Linked DNA regions of Mus musculus: all the other regions are linked to region 1. A link is a contact called in public HiChIP or PLAC-seq and promoter capture Hi-C data. All regions are on one chromosome and are shown on one strand. The core of a region is the stretch at or near the end of the contact, and the rest is flanking DNA. Distances in the headings are between cores, read along the strand shown. Region 1 holds the start of Epb41l1 (erythrocyte membrane protein band 4.1 like 1). Region 2 holds the start of Spag4 (sperm associated antigen 4). Region 3 overlaps Dlgap4 (DLG associated protein 4). Region 4 holds the start of Cpne1 (copine I).

Region 1 (2,700 bases), core at 50-2,549:
TCCAGAGATATTTTGTTTATTCTTCATCAGTAAAATGTACAAATGCACCTAAATGCACAAGAAATATACAGGGAGAATGCACACACTCACCCAGACTAGACATGCATGCAGTGCCCAAAACATGGGGGAAGAGATACAGAAACACATCTCTCTCAAAGTATGAAGACCTTCTGAGAGGGGATTCCTTGGAGTGGGGCGCTGGCCATTTAAGATAGTGATCAGTTTTACTAGTCTTTGTAGGGTACCTAGGCTGCTGCCCTTCCGAACAGTGTCCAGGGTGAGGGTGGAGGGTACCTAACCAGGCTGGGCTGTAGCTGGCCAGGGTGATGGTCGTTACACAGCAAGGAAACATATCACAGAACCCCGCTGAGGGGCCTCTGTTGCTTCTACCCACACCCATGCCTGCGCACAGACACACCCTCTTCACACCTAATCCCCCACCCCACCCCTCACAAACACACACCCGGGATTTGAGCAGGCCACGCCCTCTGCTTCAGCTCAGCTGGGAGCCAGGCTCCACTGGCAGTAGGGCTCTCCCGTACCCCGGGTGTGGCTGCCCACCTGCCAGCAGGGAGTCTCCACTCAGCTAAGACGCCCCCGCCGCTGCTGCTACCCACTTCCTCGGCCAGTGCCGGGCTCCGGGCGACGCCAGCGCCTCGGCTGCCGCCCCCACCCCCTTCCTCCCGGCAGTGCGGAGACAAAGCCGAGCACACGCACACAGGGGCTACGCGGGTGCACACCCGCCCTCACACGCGCACACACACGGGGAGTCACACTGGCGTGCACACAGCGAAACACACACACACGAACACTCACATACACCCGCCATAGGCTTCAGCCACAAGCGAAGCCATCATCAGCATAGGCACACTGCCTCATCCAGATGTACACACTGTTACACATTGGGACACACCCTCTCTAGGCACATCTCCGGATAAGCAAACCAGGGCACACAGACCCTTACCAGATTAGTACACCACCCAGCCCCTTACTCAGATGCACACGCACGTACACACCACTTGCACCGACCCACAGACACACGCGCGTTCACATTAAACGCACACCCGGAGATGTGGACCCCGACACGTACCCGCAAAGACACGAATCGTAGCTTCGGCCACGCACGTCCTCCAGCACGCGAGCTCGGGACGTAGCAACAGCCTGCTCGGTCTCCGCGCCCTGCTAACCTGGCGGCGGCGGCGCGGCTTCCGGGAGCCGTCTGTCTGTCTGTCTCTGAGTCCCTTCGTCCAGTGGCCGCCCAGGCAGGCTCCAAGACGCTCCGGAGCTGCGCAGAAATGCCCCGCTCGCTCTCTCGCTCGCTCGCTCGTTCGCTCCCTCCCACGGCGCTCAGCCCCCTCCCCGCCCGCTCCGCACACCCCCTCTCCCCCTCTGCCCCGCCCCGCCAGCTCCCTGGGAGGAGGCGGCGGCGATCCGGGCCAGGCAGCGTCCGAAGGGTGTGCGAGTAGCGAGCGCGACCCACTGGCCCCAAGAGCCGAGCTGCCCAGGAGCAGGCGCGTCCGATCCCAGGGAGGGGAACTCGGAGGGGTGTGCGCCCCGCGAGCCCGCGCCGCTGGCTTCCCCCACGTGGGACAGACGCCCACCAGAGCCTAGGCAGAGCTCAGAGGCCGAGGCGAGCAGCGGGACCACGAAGACGAGACTCTCCACGGAGCCTCCTCTCCCTCCAGGTCCCAGCCCCGTGGGCTCGGCCTTACTCCACCTCCTAGAGAGTCGCCACCGGCACCAAGTCTGCTTCACCTCGCCTTTGACTGAGAGCTTGGCGTTCAGGCCGGTAGCCTGGGCTAACCTGGGGGACCAGCAGCACCACTGGCCTCCACTCCCTCCAGCAGGGACCTGGCCGACGCCCACTACCCTTCAGCCTCCCTCCTATTGTTCGGGCGGCCTAAGCTGCGGAGCTGTGGAGGACCACGCAGCTCTTTCCAACCAGTCTGAGGTGGCAGTCCTTTGGCACTCTTTGGAAGCAAGGGCCGAGCCCCTGGTCCCAAGACCCTGGGGACCCACAGGCCCAAGCATGCCCAAAGTCAAGCGTTTCTCTGAATTATGATTATATCCGCCCTGGACCTTACAGGCTCCTGCCGGAAGGTACTGCTTTGAACACACACGTAAAGCTAAGCATAGGAAAAGGACAAAGTAACGAAAACAGTGAACCTAGAATAGTATCCATAGAAGGTAGGGCGTCTATGGGGTTAGCTGAAGAAACTGAGCTTGGGTTCCCAGAGCAAGGGCCAGACCTCAGAAGGCCAGGAATACCAAGCCTCCTTTGTTAGACTTTGAAGGGAAGAAAAGGAAGAAGTAAATGTAAGAACTTACCGGGTTTTATTAGAGGCCTCTGCATGGGTAACAACCTAGGCAAATGACTCCAAAATGTAAACACCTTCACCTCTTGTGACCTTACCTTATCTTAAGTGGTAGCTGGGATCCACCTGAGTCTGCCCCAGGTAGCACAGAATCAAAGGCTAGGCCAGTAATTCTGGTTCTTCACTGCGGTCCCATCTCCTCCTCCCCACCCCCACCACTCTGCTACAGGATGCTAAGAGCAGATTGGAATCAAACAGCTGAATAGATAAATCCAGAAGGGGAGGCCTGGTTTGGACCTCCAGGGACATTGATAAACTGAGAGGACAAAACTAAGGAAACCAAGGCCCTACCTAAGACAGGACTCAGCAGTGCTCACTCAGCCGC
Region 2 (2,700 bases), core at 141-2,640, 360 kb after region 1:
GGGATAACACCATGCTCAGCACCTGAAAGAGGAGGCCTAGGGACGGAGACCGGAGAAGCAGCTCAGAGAGGGTGATCCATGAAGGTGAGGTAGTGCAGGTTCAGAAGGGCTCAAGAGAAGCCGGGGTGGGGACTGGGGTGGTGCGGAGGACAAGAGTCTGGGGCTCAGGAGGCAAGGGTCGTTTGGGGAAATGAGCTGAGGCTGGACACTAGGGCACAGGCTCGAGGAGGAGAACTGGGAACAGGGGCGGGGGTCCGAGAGCAGAGGTCAAAGGGCATCTGGGCTGGTTTCTCTGACTCAGACTCAGCAGAAATGGGGTTCTGAGTGCCAAGGTCAGAGGGGATGGGGCTGGCCTGGCTCGTACTCAGGAAGCTCTTGGACACCCTCGGGGTAGGCATCTCCTGCCTCAGATCCAGGATCGGGAGAAGGTTGAGTTGTTCCTCCAAAACTACAGAAGATCCAGACGGTTCTGCAAGAGCCCAGGGCACCATTGAGGTTTTGTGCACCACAGGCCCGCTCTTCCCCTCGGGGCCCGGGCGCAGGCTCCTGACCCTAGTGCCAAACAGCTGGGCAGCCTCTCAAACAGGCTTTTAGTCCAGGCCTTTGCCCCAGGTCACACTCCCTGCACACGCCCAGACCCGGAGCTGGAGAGTCTCAATCAGTGGAAACCGCCCCCCAGTCTGAGTCCCCGTGCGGCCGGACTAGGGTCACACTCACGCCGGCCCTGCGGCACCTCCTCAGCCATGCCCAGGCACAGGATTTCCTCCGCCCCCTCCCGGGACCGGCCATGGCACCGAGCTCGCCCCCGAGGGACACGTGTCGAGCACGTCCCCTCGTGAGCCAGGTCGGGGCTTCTGCACCCAGGTCCGCGCCGGGCCCCGCCCCCGAGCCCGCCCCGCCCTCTCGCCCCCGGGTTCGACCCCGCCCGCACCCGAGGCCCCGCCCCTCACGGTTGCCGCGCCACAGGCGGTCTGCCCATTGTGGCTCCGAGGCGCCAGCTTCGGCCGAGAGCTTCCTGCCCATGTGTCTCCTCCGGGCATTCCTGGGCTTAAGGCGGGCTCACCACAGCTCGAGCCCCGGGCCCTTCTGCCCTCGGGCTCCCCGAGCTCCGGCCCAGCGGACCGGCGCCCATTGCTGTCCCCCGAAGTCGCGCTGTGGGAACTATTGCTGTTCTCGCTGTAGAAGTTGGGTGTGTGATTATGAGAGGATGCGGCCGAGCCTGAGCGGGGGCTCCGCCGCATCCTGACCTGGGCTACCCCTCTGGGAAGCCGAAGTCGCCGCAGCCAAAGCCCTCGGCCCTTCCTCAGCTGCCTCGCGCCGCAGGGTAGCACCCTGCGTGAGCCCCGCGGCGGCTCGGCCGACCCTCCCGCTGCTGTGCTGTTGTCACCGTCACAGAGGAGCCGCGTCACAGAGCGCCCGTGACGTCACTGGGAGCCAGCAGCCCATCCCCCTTTCCTGATACATTTTTGTTCATGGTTTGGGTGTGTGTGTGTGTGTGTGTGTGTCCATCCAGAAGTTGATCTCTGCTGCTGTCTTCTCCTGCTCCCCACCTTAGCTTTCGAGATAGATTCTCTCTTTCTGAACCTGGGGCTCACTTTTTTGTTTTGTTTTTTCAACTAGGCCCCAGCGGTTCTCAATCTTCCTAATGCTGCGACCTTTAAATACAGTTCCTCATGTTGGGTGACCTCCAACCATAAAATTATTCTCATTGTTATTTCATAACTATATTTTTGTTGGACTGGAAAGGTGGCTCAGCGGTTAAGAGCACTCACTGCTCTTCCAGTGGTCCTGAGTTCAATTCCCAGCAACCACATGGTGGCTCACAACCATCTGTAATGGGATCCGATGCCCTTTTCTGGTGTGTCTGAAGACAGCAACTGTGTACTCATATACATAAAATAAATAAGTCTTTAAAAGAAAACCTGTAATTTTGCTACTGTTATGAATAAACTTTTGGAGATAGAGGTTTGCAAAGGAGGTCCCGACCCACAGTTTGAGAACCATTGAACGAGGGCTGGGACGACTCCATGGTTCCACTTGTCCCTACTCCCACAGAGCTTCAGTGACAGGCAAGTACCACAGCACCCTCTGTTTATGTGGATTCGGGGTTTACAAGCAAGTCCTCATGCTTAGGCAGCAAGCGTGAGGTTTATCCACTGGGCCATCTCAACTCCTCCTCTCTGTTCTGAGTCACGGTCTCTTACAAGTTTGACTAGAGAGCTAACCAACGGGTCCTAGGGATTCTGCTGTTTCTCTCTCTTCAGAGTCGGGATCACAGTCCCCTGAGCTCTGGTCTGTCGCTTTTTACCTACAGTGCTGGGTATCTGCACATGGGTCCCCGGGCTTCCGCACATTTTATTGATTATGACATTGCCCCAATCTCCTATGTAATTTAGACAAGAGGTTTTGCTTTGATTCTTTTGCTAGCCTGGTACTGGATATATAACCCAGGATGGTCCCGAGTCAGGACCATACTCCCGGTACAGTCTCCCAAGCCTGAGACTATGGGCATGTCATCATGTCCATCATGACCAGCTACAATGGCACCTAGATTTTGTTCACTTCTGTATCCTGCAGTACCTAGACGGGTCTAGCCTGGTAAGTGCCCTAGTATTTAGGGAAGCAGTAAATATTAGGAAGGAACAGAGCATCATCCAACACACTAAAACATTTATTATGGCCCCTCCTATTCACTTTTAA
Region 3 (2,700 bases), core at 88-2,587, 270 kb before region 1:
CAAGGCCGCACAAGGCAGGGCTAAGATTTGAACCCAGGCACTCCCCAGCCCACTCTTCATGCTGCCCCTCAGGTTTCTAATTTGCCACCATTTCCCAAAGCCTCTGGTTGGTGCCACGCTCAGGGGACACTATCTCTAACTGCCTGTTCAGCAGGCAAGACGTCACCAGGTTGGCCTGAGGGGTTTGGAGAAGGTGGCACAGGGGGCCTGCTGACCTGCCCTTTGGCTGAGAGCTCTGGCTAAGAGTAGGCAGACCCTGGAGGCTCGTTTCACTCTGCCCTCTGCTGAGGGCGCATCCTGGAAGGTCAGGCTGGCAAACAGCACAACAGAATGGTCAGAACGCAGCCACCGCCAGCACATTTAATTCAATTCCTCCAGCCTTTATGGGGCCTGCTCTGACTCACACAGTCGCTCAAGCCTGTGGTCAAGTCCGAGAGGCAGAAATACACACAGCAATTAGAAAACACATAAACACACATCCCAGGGAGTGTCAAAGCTGGGGCGCAGCCCAGGGTGGGGAGAGATTAGTAGTTACTGGGGCGATGAAAGGGCTCCCTAGAGGAGAGCGCATGCCAGCCAGCCAGGTCTCTGAGGGTCAGTAACATCCAATGTGTATGTGTGTCTGTCTGTCTGTGTACATGTATGCAAATGCTATTCAGCTATATATGTGTGGAGGCCAGCAGTCAAGCTCATGTACGTACCTTAGGTACCGCTCACTTGGTTTTTCTTTCTTTCTTTCTTTCTTTTTTTTTTTTGAGACAGTGTTTCCCATGGACTTGGACCTCACCAAGCACACTAAGCTGGCTCAGCAGCAAGCCCCAGGGATCTATTTGGTCTCTGTCTCCCCGGTGCTGTGATGATAGGTGTGATGATAGGCCTTTTATATGGGCATTGAGGACCAACACACACACACACACACACACACACACACACACACACACTCACACATCTCCCAATCTGATGACCACAGCATAACAGGCACTGAGCCACAAATGTCTAGCTGAACTGCTCTGAAAGTCCAGGACCACAGAAACCACGAGGTAACAAACATTTACTGAATTGGGGGAGGGGGGACAAAGCAATAGATAATCACTGCCTATTTCGGAAAAAGTGTTGATGGGTGGGCGGGCTCAGTACTTCCCTAGCAGTTGCCCCCCCTCCTTGCAACTCAAGCTCTCTGGAGCCCCAGCTTGGCCCTCTGGGGTCACAGAGAACATGGGTTCCCTCCGTCCTGGGCCAGCTACAGCAGAATTGCATCCTGCTGTGGTCTGAGTGTGTCTGTCCTCCAATATCCACTGGAATGTAATGGCCATTGTGATGCTATTGAGAGTAGGTCCTAAGGCTGGACCACCTTTGTGTGAACTCACTTGCTTGCCCTTGCTTGCCCTTGCTCCCTCCTCCTCCCTTCACATTAGCCCTCAAACTCGATCCACTAGTTTAGGTCCTTACCAGGGGTTGCCCTTTGACCCTGAACTTCTTATCTCCTCAGAACAGTGAGCCAACACACTTCTACTTGTTAGAAATGACTTAGACTGGAGTCTGTAAAGGGCTTGCCATGCACAAAGCCCTCCCAGCACTGGAAGTGTGTGGCCCAGCAAGGTGGTGTACACCTTTCACCCCAGCATTCAGGAAGCAGAGACAGGCAGATCTCTGTGAGTTCCTCTGGTCTACAAAGCTAGTTCCAGGACAGCCAGGGCTTGTTACACAGAGAAAGCCTGTCTCGAAAAACTACAACAACAAAAGCAAACAAAAGTAAAACAAAGCGTCGCTATCCCAAGTCTCCCAAAGCGAAGGCAGGAGGCCCTCAGAGTCGTGGCCAACGTCTGTTTCACAGTAAGACCCTGTTTCAAAGGCTGGGGAGAGATCTTGGTGGTAGAGCGCTTGCCTAGCCCTGGCTTCTATACCCAGCACAGAAGAAGAAAACAATCGCCCAGGAACACCTCTGGCTCCTTCTTGGAGCTGTACAACCCTGAGCAGAGCTATCTTCCTAATCCTTCACCGTCCTGTGCTCCCTCCTCAGGCTACTCCGAGCTTCTGCAGGACAGGGCACTCAGTCAGCAGGATGTAAATGAGTTACTGTGTGATGATCCATCCCTGTTACATAGGCCCTCCAGTCACCGGACACATTGGCCCATGTGACAGATCTGCATAGGTTCCATTTTACAGAAGGGGAAACTGAGCCCACAGAGGTGATGGGGCTTGCCTTCGCGTTCATTTTGCAGCTGGGCATAGTTTCTCAGTCTGTAGGACTTTGGTGTAGCAGAAACCCTCACTGTGGCCTTGACTCCAGTCATGCTGAGCTTCCTTGTTCTTTGAGCTCATAAGCACTTTGCTACCTCAGGACCTTTGCATGTGCAGAGCCAGGTTCTTAGGATACTTTGCCCAATTCATAGGCTGGTACAAGCACCACCACTTTGGGGGTACAGAGGCCATTGACCCTGTACCTGCATGGAAGTTCCCTTCTCTTCCCCACATAGCACAGCTCACCTATGTCTGATGTGGTCTTTGTGTCCATTCCTATTCCCATACCTTCTGGGCTATGAGCCCTGAAAGTACGTTTGGATTGTTCTGTACAAGGCTGTGTCCTCAACACCAGTGCCATGCTCAGTGTGGCACAAAGGAGCATGGACTTCCCTGTTCAGCCCAGGTCATGGGGGTGGGGGGACCAGGATGGGAGCTATAGTGATATCTGGGAGGCAA
Region 4 (2,700 bases), core at 56-2,555, 310 kb after region 1:
AGGTCTCCCTGTATAATCAAATACTGGGGATTATAGGAAATATTGAAAGATATTTTACTCTTTTTATATTTATTTTTATTAATGTCTCTGTGTGAGAGTTTGTACATATTAGTGTCGCTGCCTACAGAGGCCAGAGGAGGGAGTCAGATTTGAGGCTGGAGTTACAGGAGGTTGTGAGCCACTCCATGTAGCTCATAGAATTTAAGATGCCAGGAAGAGCAGTATGAGCTTTTAACCTTTGAGACATCTCTCCAGCCCCATGGCAGAAGAATATTTTCTCTTCCTTCCTTCCTTCCTTCCTTCCTTCCTTCCTTCCTTCCTTCCTTTCTTCCTTTCTCTCTCTCTCTCTCTCTCTCTCTCTCTCTCTCTCTCTCTCTCTCTCTCTCTCTCTCTCTCTCTCTCTCTCTCTTTCTTTCTTTCTTTCTTTCTTTCTTTCTTTCTTTCTTTCTTTCTTTCTGTGTGTGTTTAAGACAGGGTTTCTCTGTGTAGTGCTGGCTGGTCTCAAACTCAGAAATCTGCCTGCCTCTGCCTCCCAAGTGCGGGGATTAGAGGCTTGTGCCACCACTGCCAAGCAGGATTATTTTCTCTTTCTTTCTTTCTTTCTTTCTTTCTTTCTTTCTTTCTTTCTTTCTTTCTTTCTTTCTTTCTTTCTTTCTTTCTTTCTTTCTTTCTTTCTTTCTTTCTCTTCCTTCCTTCCTTCCTTTTTCTTTCTTTCTTTCTTTCTTTTCTTTCTCTCTCTTTCTTTCTCTTTCTTTCTTTCTTTCTTTCTTTCTTTCTTTCTTTCTTTCTTTCTTTCTTTCTTTCTTTCTTTCTTTCTTTCTTTCTTTCTTTCTTTCTTTCTTTCTTTCTTTCTTTCTTTCTTTCTTTCTTTCTTTCTTTCTTTCTTTTTTGGTTTTTCGAGACAGGGTTTCTCTGTATAGTCCTGGCTGTCCTGGAACTCACTCTGTAGCCCAGGCTGGCCTCGAACTCAGAATTCGCCTGCCTCTGCCTCCCATTTTTTTTTTTTTCAATAGTCAAAAAAAGGTTCAAGCTTTTGCTTCTTGGTGCGTTTAATCCTCAAGACAGTTCTGCAGTGAAGGCATTGTTTTTCTCCCTTCACGGGGGTCTCCAAGAGCCAAAGGAGCCTGTACTTTAAAAGCTCTGCAAGGAACCTTGGACAATAGCTTCAGGTCTGACTTTGCAAACAGCTACTAAAATACCGGGTTCACCACAAATACCTGCAACTTCCGAGCTTTTGCCCCCACCCCAAATCCTCAGCGCGCCTGCGTCTCCCATCAGGTGACGTCGGCAGCGGCGCCCCGCCTACTCCGGGAACGCGGAGCGCCGGAGCGGGCGGGCGGCCATTTTGTGAAGCGGCTGTGGAGGTGTTGGCTGCAGTGGGCTCCGGGAAAGCCGTTCGGGCTGGGGCTGTCGGCCGCAGGGCTGAGGCACTCGCGCGGGGGGTAACTCGGGTCTGGGTTCTGGTGCCGCGCAAGCTCTCCCCGGTAAGACTCCCGCAGCCCCGGAACGGGCGGGGCTGTGCGGGGCTCGAGCCGCCTCCTTGGTGCCTCGGGGCGGGGCCTTCCCAGGCCTCGGAGCCCGCGGCCGCGAGCGCCCAACACAAAGGGTCGCGGCGGGGCTGCGGGGGTCCTGGGGCGCCGCTCACGCTCCGGGGCCTCCGAGGATGCGAAAGGTGGAGTCTGCGTGCCGAAGTGGGAGCAGGGCCTTAGCGGGGATGCCCGGTGGTCCTGAGAGGGGAAGCGGCCAGCATCGGGTGGCCTCGCGGCCTGCGAACTACCGGGTCGGGGGGGGGGGGATTGCGATGAAAACGCCTGCACGCTTAGTGGGGAAGGCTTCGTTGGCTTTAAGCGGGAACGAGGTTTTAACTCTCACCTCTGCCCCGAAGTGAAGAGGTCCTAGTGGCCTATGACCTGCAAAAGTGGACTACACTAGGGACATTCCTATGGGGAGGAAAGGTGTCCTGGGAGGCTGGGAACCGGTCGCTTTTAGGGCCTGGAGGTGCAGGGATTGCAGTGTATAGCTTCCTAGGTCTAGCGCTGAGGAGGGGCTTCCTAAGTGTAGGTGATTGGAGCCGCCCTGTAGGTCGGAGAGGCTTGAAGAATTGTAGCTAGGATGGCTGGTCCTTGATTCCCAACTAGGGGAGGGGCTGCTATCTGCAGCACCTTTGGGAGTTGGAGGAAGGAGGGTGGGTGTCTTAGATAGCTTACTTACTGTCTGAAGGTTGGCGGCGCCACTTTGCAGCCGCGTAAAATAGAAGGAAAGGCATTTTAAAGATCTACAGGTTAGTATTGGGGTATGGACTAACGTAGCAGGTTGGAGTGCCCGTGTTAGTAAGCGAGTTAGTAACCTAAGTGTGTGTTTTATTGGAAGTTCTAAGGAGTCCCCTGTGGTTTATTCAAGTGCTAAAGATCCATTCATTCTGGTAGATAAAGTTGCGAATTACAGGCTGTGTTGCAGAAGTATTCTGGGTCCTAAAGCCTTCTTGGCTCCTAGATTCCGAGATGACTGAGTGTGTGCAGTTGGCAGAAACCATTTTATTGTGTACGTTAAGATTTAAGTTGATGCGAATCTTATTATATGACTTGGTGGGAAAAAACTAGGATGGATGGCAACTCAAGGGAGAGACTATTTCTTTCAGGGCTTTTTGGATAGTTTGAGCTGTAATTTTTGGTGAACTTCAGTCTTAGAAACAAAAATTGT

What was found. Promoter capture Hi-C pulls out the DNA fragments that hold promoters and counts their contacts. HiChIP or PLAC-seq counts read pairs in DNA pulled down with a chosen protein or histone mark.
Region 2: a contact with region 1 is called in a FOXA1 HiChIP or PLAC-seq map of pancreatic cancer cells. The contact joins the promoter of Spag4 here to the promoter of Epb41l1 in region 1. A contact is called at or near these places in 2 of 39 promoter capture datasets (hematopoietic stem and progenitor cells and liver), 1 of 115 datasets of contacts at active chromatin or transcription factors (pancreatic cancer cells) and 1 of 9 other capture datasets (liver).
Region 3: an H3K27ac HiChIP or PLAC-seq map of embryonic stem cells shows a contact between it and region 1, with 2.4 times the contacts expected there. The contact joins the enhancer-like site here to the promoter of Epb41l1 in region 1. A contact is called at or near these places in 12 of 39 promoter capture datasets (3T3-L1-derived adipocytes, the C10 cell line, the HPC-7 cell line and 5 more), 6 of 484 Hi-C or Micro-C datasets (the G1E-ER4 cell line, the HL-1 cell line, embryonic stem cells and 1 more) and 4 of 115 datasets of contacts at active chromatin or transcription factors (embryonic stem cells and pancreatic cancer cells).
Region 4: a promoter capture Hi-C map of liver shows a contact between it and region 1, with 2.1 times the contacts expected there. The contact joins the promoter of Cpne1 here to the promoter of Epb41l1 in region 1. A contact is called at or near these places in 1 of 39 promoter capture datasets (liver) and 1 of 115 datasets of contacts at active chromatin or transcription factors (memory CD8 T cells).

The regions. Positions count from the first base shown.
Region 1 is chr2:156,419,690-156,422,389 of GRCm38.p6, reverse strand. Epb41l1 (erythrocyte membrane protein band 4.1 like 1) reads right to left here and starts at 1,299. Exons shown (of 25, transcript NM_001368800.1): 1 at 1,091-1,299.
Region 2 is chr2:156,063,903-156,066,602 of GRCm38.p6, reverse strand. Spag4 (sperm associated antigen 4) reads right to left here and starts at 1,390. Exons shown (of 12, transcript NM_139151.4): 1 at 932-1,390; 2 at 365-469; 3 at 1-36. The coding sequence starts at 1,241. Gm39970 (a long non-coding RNA gene) reads left to right here and starts at 1,989. Exons shown (of 3, transcript XR_866890.1): 1 at 1,989-2,598.
Region 3 is chr2:156,689,663-156,692,362 of GRCm38.p6, reverse strand. The region is part of intron 2 of Dlgap4 (DLG associated protein 4); the gene reads right to left. Among named protein-coding and RNA genes, the nearest start is that of Gm34111, 17 kb to the left of the region's middle. Within about 2 kb of position 1,337, at least 11 of the 459 cell types and tissues checked have an H3K27ac peak or open chromatin away from gene starts, as enhancers often do. A contact at or near this core is called in embryonic stem cells, where this site is marked.
Region 4 is chr2:156,110,570-156,113,269 of GRCm38.p6, reverse strand. Cpne1 (copine I) reads left to right here and starts at 1,305. Exons shown (of 16, transcript NM_170590.3): 1 at 1,305-1,484. Rbm12 (RNA binding motif protein 12) reads left to right here and starts at 1,305. Exons shown (of 3, transcript NM_029397.3): 1 at 1,305-1,484.